Linked DNA regions of Sus scrofa: regions 1 and 2 are each linked to region 3. Evidence: chromatin contacts called from public Hi-C data. All regions are on one chromosome and are shown on one strand. Each heading gives the region's core, a stretch centred on a gene start, on an enhancer-like site or on the middle of the called end of the contact. The rest is flanking DNA. Distances are from core to core; before and after follow the strand shown. Region 1 has its middle 110 kb from the start of RASGEF1B. Region 2 has its middle 75 kb from the start of RASGEF1B. Region 3 holds the start of RASGEF1B (RasGEF domain family member 1B).

The links. Hi-C and Micro-C count contacts between places; a contact is called where the count stands out from the background.
Region 1: a Hi-C map of liver shows a contact between it and region 3, with 5 times the contacts expected there. The contact joins the enhancer-like site here to the promoter of RASGEF1B in region 3. A contact is called at or near these places in 6 of 47 Hi-C or Micro-C datasets (embryonic fibroblasts, liver and retroperitoneal adipose tissue) and 1 of 2 datasets of contacts at active chromatin or transcription factors (alveolar macrophages).
Region 2: a contact with region 3 is called in a Hi-C map of liver, with 12 times the contacts expected there. The contact joins the enhancer-like site here to the promoter of RASGEF1B in region 3. A contact is called at or near these places in 1 of 5 promoter capture datasets (liver), 13 of 47 Hi-C or Micro-C datasets (alveolar macrophages, epiblast stem cells, fetal liver and 7 more) and 2 of 2 datasets of contacts at active chromatin or transcription factors (alveolar macrophages and skeletal muscle).

What each region holds. Positions count from the first base shown.
Region 1 is chr8:136,440,224-136,443,825 of Sscrofa11.1, reverse strand. It overlaps a transcript of RASGEF1B not described here. Among named protein-coding and RNA genes, the nearest start is that of RASGEF1B, 110 kb to the left of the region's middle. Within about 2 kb of position 1,980, at least 3 of the 83 cell types and tissues checked have an H3K27ac peak or open chromatin away from gene starts, as enhancers often do. A contact at or near this core is called in liver and retroperitoneal adipose tissue, where this site is marked.
Region 2 is chr8:136,479,481-136,482,850 of Sscrofa11.1, reverse strand. It overlaps a transcript of RASGEF1B not described here. Among named protein-coding and RNA genes, the nearest start is that of RASGEF1B, 75 kb to the left of the region's middle. Within about 2 kb of position 1,575, at least 49 of the 83 cell types and tissues checked have an H3K27ac peak or open chromatin away from gene starts, as enhancers often do. A contact at or near this core is called in alveolar macrophages, fetal liver, liver and 4 more, where this site is marked.
Region 3 is chr8:136,553,789-136,557,564 of Sscrofa11.1, reverse strand. RASGEF1B (RasGEF domain family member 1B) reads right to left here and starts at 1,350. Exons shown (of 14, transcript NM_001195367.1): 1 at 1,214-1,350.

The DNA of each region.
Region 1 (3,602 bases), core at 731-3,230, 110 kb after region 3:
CCCACATAGACCTATAAGTTGGAAAGAAAAGGCCGATTGAAAGAACTTTGTTGTTTTTGACTCGTCCGGATAGTGACTGTGTTTCATGCCAGTCATTGGATTGCGTGTGGTCCCAAGATGCATCCTGTCGCAAAGGACCGGAAGGTGGCTGGTACCCTAGGTAAACTGCTCCCTCTCTCATCTTTTTTCCCTTTTTTTTTTTTTTGGTCTTTTTTGCTATTTCTTGGGCCACTCCTGCGGCATATGGAGGTTCCCAGGCTAGGGGTCCAATCGGAGCTGTAGCCACCGGCCTACACCAGAGCCACAGCAACGCGGGATCCGAGCCGCGTCTGCAACCTACACCACAGCTCACGGCACCGCCGGATCGTTAACCCACTGAGCAAGGCCAGGGACCGAACCCGAAACCTCATGGTTCCTAGTTGGATTCGTTAACCACTGCGCCATGACGGGAACTCCCCCCCCCCTTTTTTTTTAAGGGCCACACCCAGGGCATATGGAAGTTCCCAGGCTAGGGGTCGAATCAGAGCTGCAGCCGCCAGCCTACACCACAGCCACAGCAACACTGGTTATGAACCATGTCTTTGACATATGCCACAGCTCACAGGCAACGCCGGATCCTTAACCCACTGAGCAAGGCCAGGGATCAAACCCACACCCTCACGGATATTAGTGAGGTTCATAAATGCTGAGCCACAACAAGAACTCTGAGCCCATACTCTCAACTGTCCAGCTCTACCCTCCCTGAAGGGACTGATAGCAGTTCAGGCAAATACCTGTAATTTCACTTCTAGAGGGAAGGTCTTGGGTTCCATAAGATAGTTTAAACAACAGGTAGGTTTGAAAGAGGTAGTATGGTGGCTGGATTTCAGGCTGAGATGTTTAAGCGCATCAGAAAACGCCATCCCAAAACACGCCGCTTCGGTATAAGGATTATCTTGAGCCAAAGGCAACCGAGAAACAGCACATGTGGGAAAAGCCCTCTGCCCTCTCCCTTTCTGTTTAAAAGGAGAACAAAAATTTTCCTTTGTAAAGGAAGCACACATTTGGAAAGGTGTTTTTCTTTCCCGTACCAGGAAGAAGATGGCATTTAATCCCGGAGATGATCAGTAGAAAAGGCGCCAACCTGAGTGTGCATATGACAAACCTTCCTCAGTAACCCTCGAACTTCCACTACTTCCCCCCTATATTGACCAGCTTACGATTCACCGCCCAGAGAAGCCCCCGGTCCTTTTCCTTTCTCTTAACACTTTCCACAGTGAATCACTCTTGGTTAAAACGGTCTATAAACTCCAAATACAATTTCTTCTTTTTTAGGAAGATGTCCTTATTTGTAGTCCTACACCTTTTCTCCTGTTAGTCTTTTTTGGTTTGTTTGGTTTCAGTTCAATTTGCGGCCTAAGAGAGAAGAGGAATTTGTTTTTCCGTCCGCTACAATGTAAATGACTAAAAGCCACCTCTTCCCCTCCAACAAGTTCCGATAGGCAGGGGAGGTGAGTCAAAGAGCTGGGAGAGCAGGGTATTGAAGGGAGCTGGGGAGGATGCCATCCAGAGGCACGTGGAGCCAGAAGGGGAGGCAAGAGCATCTCAGATTAAGACCACTCAGCTCAACATTTTGCTCGGGGCAAATGCCACAAGGGCCAACCAAAGAGTTCCCAGTTTGGATTTTATGAGATCCACTTCACTATGTCGCACAAATAGCTCAAGACAGAAAGAACAGCTCGCAGACGCAAACCATACCGGTCAACAAGAAACAAGCTAGTCTTACTTTACCAACTGGCTTCTCAATCAGAGGGCTTGTAAAGGAGTTTGGAGTCATGCTGCCGTACATGGAAGCTTTCCATTGCTGTTCCTATAAGAGAGGAAAGGAGAGAGAGTGATTTCAGGGACTTGGCTGGGTTTCCTGGGGCAGGAAGCCATTTCCCTGCCTCTAACAGTAGTGCCTCCAGCACTTGAAGTTAATGCTTGTCGCTTGAAATGCCTGAGTCAGCATTTTTGCTTGGGCATCCTCAGTTTGCAGTCTGTGCAAACTCATTTAACCTTGTACAGGGGTGTATTTCAAAACCATTGATGACATTTTGAAGGAATGTTGACATAAGTGCAGAATATTTCCAGCCGAATCTGTTAAGGTATCTTTCTAGAACATAGATTAGACTGTGTGAATCTGTTTTGTTTGTTTTTTTAAAATAACTTTACTAATATCTCGCCTCATTGCATAAACATACCGACCACAGGTAAACTTCTGATTTTCAAATCTTTGATTCTACATGGGGTAATGTCTGAAGTTCTCCACCTCCTTTTCAGAACACCTCAAAACATGGCTTTTTTTCACTTTTTTGCCCTAGTTCCAACTCTGTTCCACGATTTAACCTAAACCTCAAGCGGCATTTGGCCAAATGTATTTTTCTTCCAGACTCCAACCTATGCCTTTTTACACTGTTCCTGGTTTCTAAAAGATCTTTCCTCAATATCTATGATTCCCTACCTGTCCTAAAAAGCCCCGTTCAGATTCCCCAAGAAATACTTTGCTGTATTCTTCTCCTTCTGGCTACAGAGTCAGGCCAAATCTCTCCCGACTGCATGCAGTATCATTAGAGTGCTTACAACTCGCTGCTGGGAAGGTAAGCTCCTGAAGACGCCACTCAAACCTTCACATCTCTGTACCCTTCACTGTCTAACCCGGGTCCTTGTGTGGCTCTGCTCTGAAAGTTTGTCTCCCCCTGAGATTCGTATGTTAAACTCCTCATCCCCAAGGTGATGGGATTAGGAGGCGGAGCCTTGAGGAAGTGATTTGGGAGGGGGTGGGATGGTATCCCTGAAAAAGAGGCTCCAGGGAGCTCTCTGGCCCCTTTCCCTGGGAGGATTCGAGGAGAGGTCCATGGCTGGGAAGAAGCCGACACCCTGACCTCAGACTCCCAGCCTCCGGAACTGCGAGAAATCAGTGCCTCCAGCTTAGAAGCCCCCTAGTCTGCGGCATTTTGTTACAGCAGCCTGAACAGACCAAGACATGGAAGGAGGTGCTTTCCATTGAGGACGCATCGCTTTTGTCAGCTGAATCTGTTCTCTATGGAGAAACACCTCGTCAGACCCAGCCCTCTCCAACCCCCAGCTCTCAGTCTCACTATGCACAATTTTCAATCTGTTTTCAGTCTCATTAGAGGAAACATCAAGAGACTTGTTACTGAAAAAAATCGTAACTGTAGGTACCAATAACCTCATAAAATAAAGATGACCTTTAAAAATGAATCAGCAAGCCCTGACTCGTCCCCATCTCCCGCGGTCCATTCGTTGGCCATGTTTCTGGAGCGGAAGGAGGACTTCTCGGGGTTCTCCGTGAAGGAATGGAGAATGAGCCGCTGGAATTTCTACCCCTGCCGTTCCTAATTATCCCAGTCTGGGCAAACGACTTGTACTTTCGGCCTGGGTGGCCCTGCCTGTAAATGTGGTTTGTGTTATTTACACACATCTCACAGGGTATTTTGAGGCTAACTGGAGCTATGTGGCCTGGAAAGGCAAAGCCTAATTCTTGGGGAGGAGGCCCCCTGCAGTTTCCCCCCAGGAGAAGCCACTGAAACCTGACTTCTTCCCATAGTCTGGAAACAAGG
Region 2 (3,370 bases), core at 326-2,825, 75 kb after region 3:
GAGTAATAAACATGTCTTGTTTGGCGGTGGGGAGAAGTACAATCTGCCGTCCTCTTCCACAAATACTATTTTCACTGTCAGGTTTGTGTTCCTGAGAGTTCTAACAATTGGCTGAGACGCCCTCCATTTATATTCAGAGGACTTTGTTAGTCCTGAGCTCACCTGGCGGTCTCTGTTAACAGCAGGAGACTATAAAATAAAACAAAAGCAACCATGAGCAGCTAAAGGGTATCACAGAGGTCACACACTAAAACTGACAGAGCGACGAATCCCGCACACACAAGTTCAGGTGTTCTGCTCCCGTCCCGATTCGCAGCTATCTCCTGGTGTCTTATCGATAACTTCTGTACACACACACACACAGACACACAGACACACACACACACACACACACACACACAGCGATTTGACTTGCAAGCCCTCAGTGGATTAGAGACCGGTCTCAAGAGGGAAGCAGGTGGAACAGCTTCTGACAGCTGGCAACAAAGCGAGCAACAGAAAGCCATAAGAAGAAAATTCAAGAGAAAAACCTTTAAATGTCCAGTTGACCCAGAGATTGAGCAGAGAGGCAAACATGTTAACGTCCTCCTGAGGGACCCAGTCATCACTGCATAATTGTAGGAGAAAATAATTTTAACCATCATTAGCACTGAGCAATAGAGGGAAGCAAAGATATCATCAGAATACACTCTTCAATAAAGAGAATGAACTGCATTATTTAATATGACTTCCACATAAAACAATTACGGTAAAAAATATCCTTGTGCTTCAAGAGATAAACTGTCGACTACATTGAATGACTCATCCCCAGATGCTTCAGGATAATTTATTTTTATCGTAATCATTTAACCTTTTGCTCACTTTTCTCATCACTTGAGAACACTTTCTTCTGGGTCAGTGTTAGCCGAGTATTAAGATAATTACGTTGACAGTTCTTCTGTAGACAAAATACCGTACAGACAAAAGGTAACTGCAGGTAAAGACAAGAATATGACTAAATTGTCCCATCCTTGCTTTCAATGGATGTGCATCCCAGTCCACTGTGGTCTTAAGACCAGCAACTCAGTGGATTATTCTTGTGTGGCTAGATCTTTGGTGCCTTGACCCAACTAGCTGCTTGCAAAGAGCAGATGGTAGTTAGACTCACTCTGGTTGCAAGACCTCAGCCTTTAAAAGATGAAGTCGGTGGATCTAGGATGTGGGAGATGATAACAACACTGACACAGTGCTGACCCAGAAGCCCCCAGTTCTCTATCGTCGCAGAAGAGAGGATATTCCTTAAAAGGAAGAACAAGCACACCCTTAAGTAAGCATCTAGTCGGGTGTAAAGGGCTTGGGCGACACTTGTCTGTTTGATCACATGCTCCTCTTCCTACTTTCATTCTCCAGTTCACGTGCTCAAGAGTTTCTACTGCGAAAGTTTCGCTTTTGCTCATATTAATCCCCTCTTTCCCCATTTCTCTCAAAATTTCCATTTCCCTAATAATCTAGTCTAAAGGTTGCTTGGCTTCGTCCCCGCCCTGCACAGCCCTTGGCTGCAGCCCAAGGCTGGTGGGTGGAAGGCTGTTAGTCAGAACAGTCTGGTCAGCGTGACTGGGCTGATCCTCAGAGGCAGAGGCAGAGACAGGCTCCAGCTGCAGGACCAGCGGAGAGGGTTCCCTCCCTCCTCCTCCCAGGATAAGGGGTCACGGACGTCTCTTTCCAGTCTCTGCCTTTGGCCCTCCCGTCACAGCCCACTTCGGCTTCCCTAGGCTTTCGGCCTTCCAGATGGAACACAGAAAGCCCAGGGGACCCACCATTAGCACCTGGAAGCTCTCTCCACAGAATTTACATCTTTAAAAAGAGTCTCAGCTAAATCAAAATCCTCTAGATCCTCTTCCATCCAGTGTCACGTCCCACTCAATTGCTCACTTTCCACTGAATTTCTGTCTCGTGATTTTCACTCTCATTTCTCTTGGAGCCAAAGTCAGCGACACTTAGCTAGTGTGGAGGACGCTGATGCGCTTCCATCAACTGCTTTTTGTTTTCAACTCAGCTCCCCTTGTTTGGATTTCTGTTTTCCATTCCCGTGTCCTCTTATCTCTAAGCGCTTGCTCTCTGACCTTGTTCTAATTCCTAATTCCGCCTCCTCCTCTCCTGGTTTCTCTCCATGCTCTTCTTGACTCTTTCCCGGTCACTTTCTCTGCCTGGTTCCCTCCCACTGTCATCCATTCCCCTTCTTCATCTTAATTCTTTCTCTTATTATTTTTGGCTCACTTCCTTTATCTTTTCTGTCCTCCATGTCCTATTTGTCTTTCTTCCCCTCTTCCAATAAACTGAACCCAGTGAGAAAAAAGGACATTTCCTGCCCGTGAAATTTTGCCATTCCACTTTAACAAAAATAAGCACTGCTAGTAGAATTGCTTCACATTAATGAAAAATAAATATTTGCAGAAAGATAAGAAGCAGGACACAAAGTACTTATTTGCTGTGGTGGAAGTTAAAATTTGAAATTGTGAACTCAAAAGGAGACATTTCTTTTAACGGAAGAACCAGAGTGGGCCAACTCCATGTTAATATGCCCAGGGCTCTTACCAATTCTGTGCCATTCAGTAATTTCGTCTAATGTTGGATAATTTATTACTTCTTTGTATAAGTTTTGTTTTTTAAAATCATTAAACAGCTTCCTCAGCTGAATGCATCCATTTTTAGAAAAAAAATTTAAACACAAAAGGATATACCATGAAAGTTATTTTCCCATCTACTTGAAGGCCAGGTCATTGTTCAGGACGCAACCACAGTTTAGGATACACAAGAACTCTCCGGAGTTCCCGTCGTGGCTCAGTGGTTAACGAATCCGACTAGGAACCATGAGGTTGCGGGTTCGGTCCCTACCCTTGCTCAGTGGGTTAAGGATCCGGCGTTGCCGTGAGCTGTGGTGTAGGTTGCAGACGCGGCTCGGATCCCGCGTTGCTGCGGCTCTGGCGTAGGCCGGTGGCTACAGCTCCGATTGGACCCCTAGCCTGGGAACCTCCATATGCCGCGGGAGCGGCCCAAAGAAATAGCAAAAAGACAAAAAAACAAAAAAAAAAACAAAAAAAAAGAAATCTCCATTCGTAAATAATAATGTGTCTATGTGTGTATATACAACTATATTCTTATACATCTTTACTCCCCCATTTTTATACAAATGGAAGAATTCTGTTCATATGCTACCACACCTCACTTCATCCTCTTAATCATATATAATGGAGTGAATTCCAATAAGCACTCACACATCTGTTTCATTCTCTTCCACTGTTGCAAAGAACTTCATTTTATCAATATACCATAACTCAGCAGTTCTTAAACTTTTTAGCCTCTGGAACTTTTACATTCTTAAAATCTACTG
Region 3 (3,776 bases), core at 101-2,600:
CGAGAAAGATCATCCGGGGCTAAATATAGATCTACGCACACAAGCAGTGCCTGACCGGCGTCACATGGCGCTGCTGACGAAGGACTCCTTGGAGACGCGTTCGCCCAAACACACATAGACACACTCGTGTGCATATGCATCTGCACACACCATACCCACCGGATTCATCCGCGCAGACAGACGCGTCCACAGTCCTTAGACAGGGTCGCTGCCCAGAGACCCTCCTGCTGTTTACGACGCTTGTGCCACCCTCGGCGCTGTCAGAGGGCTCATTAGCTGCGGTGCTCTCGCCTGAACTGCGCGGACCGGGTTGGGGTGAAGTAGGAATGCGCACAACAGCCGTACGCAGACAGACAGACGCACGTACAGGCCTCCTGTCCCTCCCATTTCTCTCGCACAGCCCTGAAGTTCTTGCCACCGTTTCCCCAGAAGGAGGAGCCTCTCTCCTGCGGGCAGCCCGCGAGGCTCCCAGGTAGCTCCTGTTCACTTTATTAAAGCCCGACCAGGTGATCCGAGGCGACAAACCTGAGCTCAGGCAAGAGAAAGGCGACACGTTGTGCCCCAAGTTTGTCCGCTGAAGGAATATCACCTCGTCAGGGGCAAGTAAATGACTTCTGTTCCCCTGTCTCCGCCCAAAGAAGCAGACCTTAAGATCCTAAGGCTCCGACACCAAAAATAAACAGTTCCCTCCACCCACCCACCCGCACACGAAAACTGGCCAAGCAGCAGAAGGAAACAGCCTCGCAGTGCACAAGGAAGGGGAGACAGGATGAAAAAAGGATGAACGCAACTACAACTCAGACAAATCCTCGAAAATCGTGGCAAGATCTCGAAACAGAGGCTTGGCTTCGGGATCAGGGCGAGAAGCGAGGCACATCCCAAGCCTGTCCCCGCCCGCGACCCAACGGCTGGGTCCCGCACCTGTTGGCACCCAGGCCGCTGCCGGGGCGGCCCCAGACATCCTCGGCGGCCAGGCAAGGGGACTCTCCCGGTCTCCGGCTTTAGCAGGCGCTTTGAGCCGGCAGCGCCCACTGGCCCGGGCTCTCCCGCCGCCTCCCGGCGCACCGGCAGCCGGGGCGCAGGGAGAGAGCCGGGCGGCTCCGCGCGCAGCTCCGGGGACGCCTGGGAGAGCGCAGCGCGCGGCGGGGTCGCGCGTTCCCGCCGCCGGGCTCCCGTTTCTCCCGGGAGAATTGTTGACCAGAGAACAACCCACCTGCAGACGGCCCCGGGTCCTCGGCCTCCCGGCTGTGTGCCGCGCGCCCACAACGCAACCAAAGGACTGGGAGCGAAAGCGCGCGGGAAGAAGGAAAAGAAAAATCCGCCCAACCAGTCGGATGCCTTGTTTATACTGAAACTCCGGCCGCCGCCGCCGCGCACACCCCTCCGCCCGAGCGCCCGCCCCCGCCGCCGGCCCCGCCCGAGCGGCCGCACGGCCAATCACGGCGCAGCTCACCGCCCACTCCGCCACCGCCCCCGGCGCCGGGCACCAGCCCACGGGTCCCGGGGGCCCCGACTCTGGAGGCGCGGTTGCCCGGGTGCCCTCCTACGCTGCGGAGGCCCGCGGAGCCGGGCGCAGCGGTGTTTACCAGCGCGGGTTCGGCTCGCTGAGCCCGCGTGCGTCTCCTCCTGAGCGCATGTGCTGGAGGCTGTTTGTGCAGTCATGTGTGTACCCGTGTGTGTTCATTTACCTGTGTGCTACCTGTACATACCGGCCCGACTTGTTATACAGTATCTATTAACATAATTATGAGCTAGAGGTTACTGTCCGTGGAATTTTCAGAGGAGAGCTGAGAGAAACCACAAGAACACTGGCCCAGCAAATGTTTACAGAAAGCCTGCGTGCTAGGCATTGTGACAAACGCTGGGGGCACACTCCGGGCAAAAGGAGGCTGGATCCTGCCATTAGGAAGCGTGCAGTCTAGAGGAGGACAAGCGTTAAGCGAACGGTCACCTAAACAAAATGTCAAACTGCGGCTGTTAAAAGTTCCACCAAAAAAAAAAAAAAAAGGAAGAAGAAGAGGGAACCTGTGCTGTGAAATACGATTCTGGAGGCAAAGCGGGAGGTCCGGCCTCCCTAAAGGCTGCGCTGTCATGGTAACCATATACTCTAGAATTGGATACTTGATAACTGTTTTAGAAAAAAGATAGAAACTCCAGTACTTCACCTTGTACGAATACAAAAAAAAAAAAAAAAAAAAAAAAAAAAAAAAAAAAAAGGCTGGAGAAAAGAAACGATGGAAGCAAACAAGGGAAGGAAGAGATGCAGGGAAAGAATACAAACTAAACATCAGGAGACAGTTGCCCGCTACGTGACCTTGGATAAGTAAAGCCGCTTTTCTGCGTTTCAGTTTTCCCATGTGTAAAACAACACTATTCACACCTGTCCTATAGGAAGGCCTTCCATTAGGATGGCTGTGATAGAGGCCCCCTTTTTGTCCCGCTCCATCTTCCCTCCCTCCCGCCTCCTTTCTGGGATGGTAGCAGCCACCTCGAGGTTCACCGCGCCTATTCTGATTCCGCCCCTCCCTTTCTGCACAGGCACACCCCCTCTCACTTCTTTTTCTCTGATTATACTCCCTCCTTCTCTTCTGCAAACGGGTCTCCCCTGACTCAGTCATCCACTCCCATCTACCTGAGCTTCTCTGCCGTTTGTAAAAGGAGAGCCTGTCCTGGCCAGCTATTCAATACAAAGCACCGAGGCTTGGGTGGCCCTGCTCAGCTGGTGTGGTTGTGCTGGTTGGTTAGTCTTTCAAGCTCAGTTTTCCATCGTGGTTCTGCAACAAGGAAGCCACATGAGGTTGGGCAAGTCATTTATGACCTGTAGCAATAAATTAAAGGAGTCGGACTAAATCACGATTTCTTAATGGAAATATTTGACATGCCCTTTGTAACTTCTGGATACACCCATCAGCCCAGAAGATTTTGCCAGCATTACATTCTACAGTATTTTACCCCTACTAAAACAAAAGATGCTTATTTTAATTCCTCAAAAATATAAAGAGGATACTATGATACCACTGATTCAACACTTTACCAAACCACACCCCTGCTCCCCATTCTGGCTGATCCCCAAGACCCCCTCCAGTTCCCTGTATGAGATAATACTGCAGGAGAGAGTCCAGAGTTAGGTGGTCCCGGCCCTAATCCTGTCTCTGCATCGTCAAGTCAGCGCTCAAACCTTAGAAAAGCCAAGGGTGGATTCTGGGCCCCAGTTTACTCATCCGAAAAATAGCAATCGTGGTTTATGAACGCAATTCTTCACCAAAGATTAAAAGAAATAATACACAAACAGAGTTTGGAGCAATGCCCTTCAGAGCAGCCTTCCCTAACCTCCCAATTAAAAGGCAGTCACCTCCCCTCATCTCTTCCTTCCCCATGTTGCTGTTTCCTCCGTAGGACGTGCCGCCATCAACATGCTGGGTATTGCACTTACCATGGCCTCCCCCTTCACTAGAATATAAGCTCCTCAAGAGCTGGGTTTTGCGGTCATTGTAGTTGTCTTTCTGCTCTATTTCCGATGTTTAGAACAGTGCTCACCCATTATAAGCACTCAATAAATGTAGCTGGTTGAATCCATTCATTCATTCATTCATTCATTCACTAATGCTCAGCACATGTAAGCCCGCAATAAAGAATAGCTCTTAGGATTGGATAGTAGTCTCTCTCACAAACAAACACTGTTTCCATTCTCTAGTTGTCATTGTTTCTTTTGGGTCTTTTGACTCTATCTGCTCACCTCTGGTCCCTGTAAATGTTGGTGGGCTCCATAGTGCCAG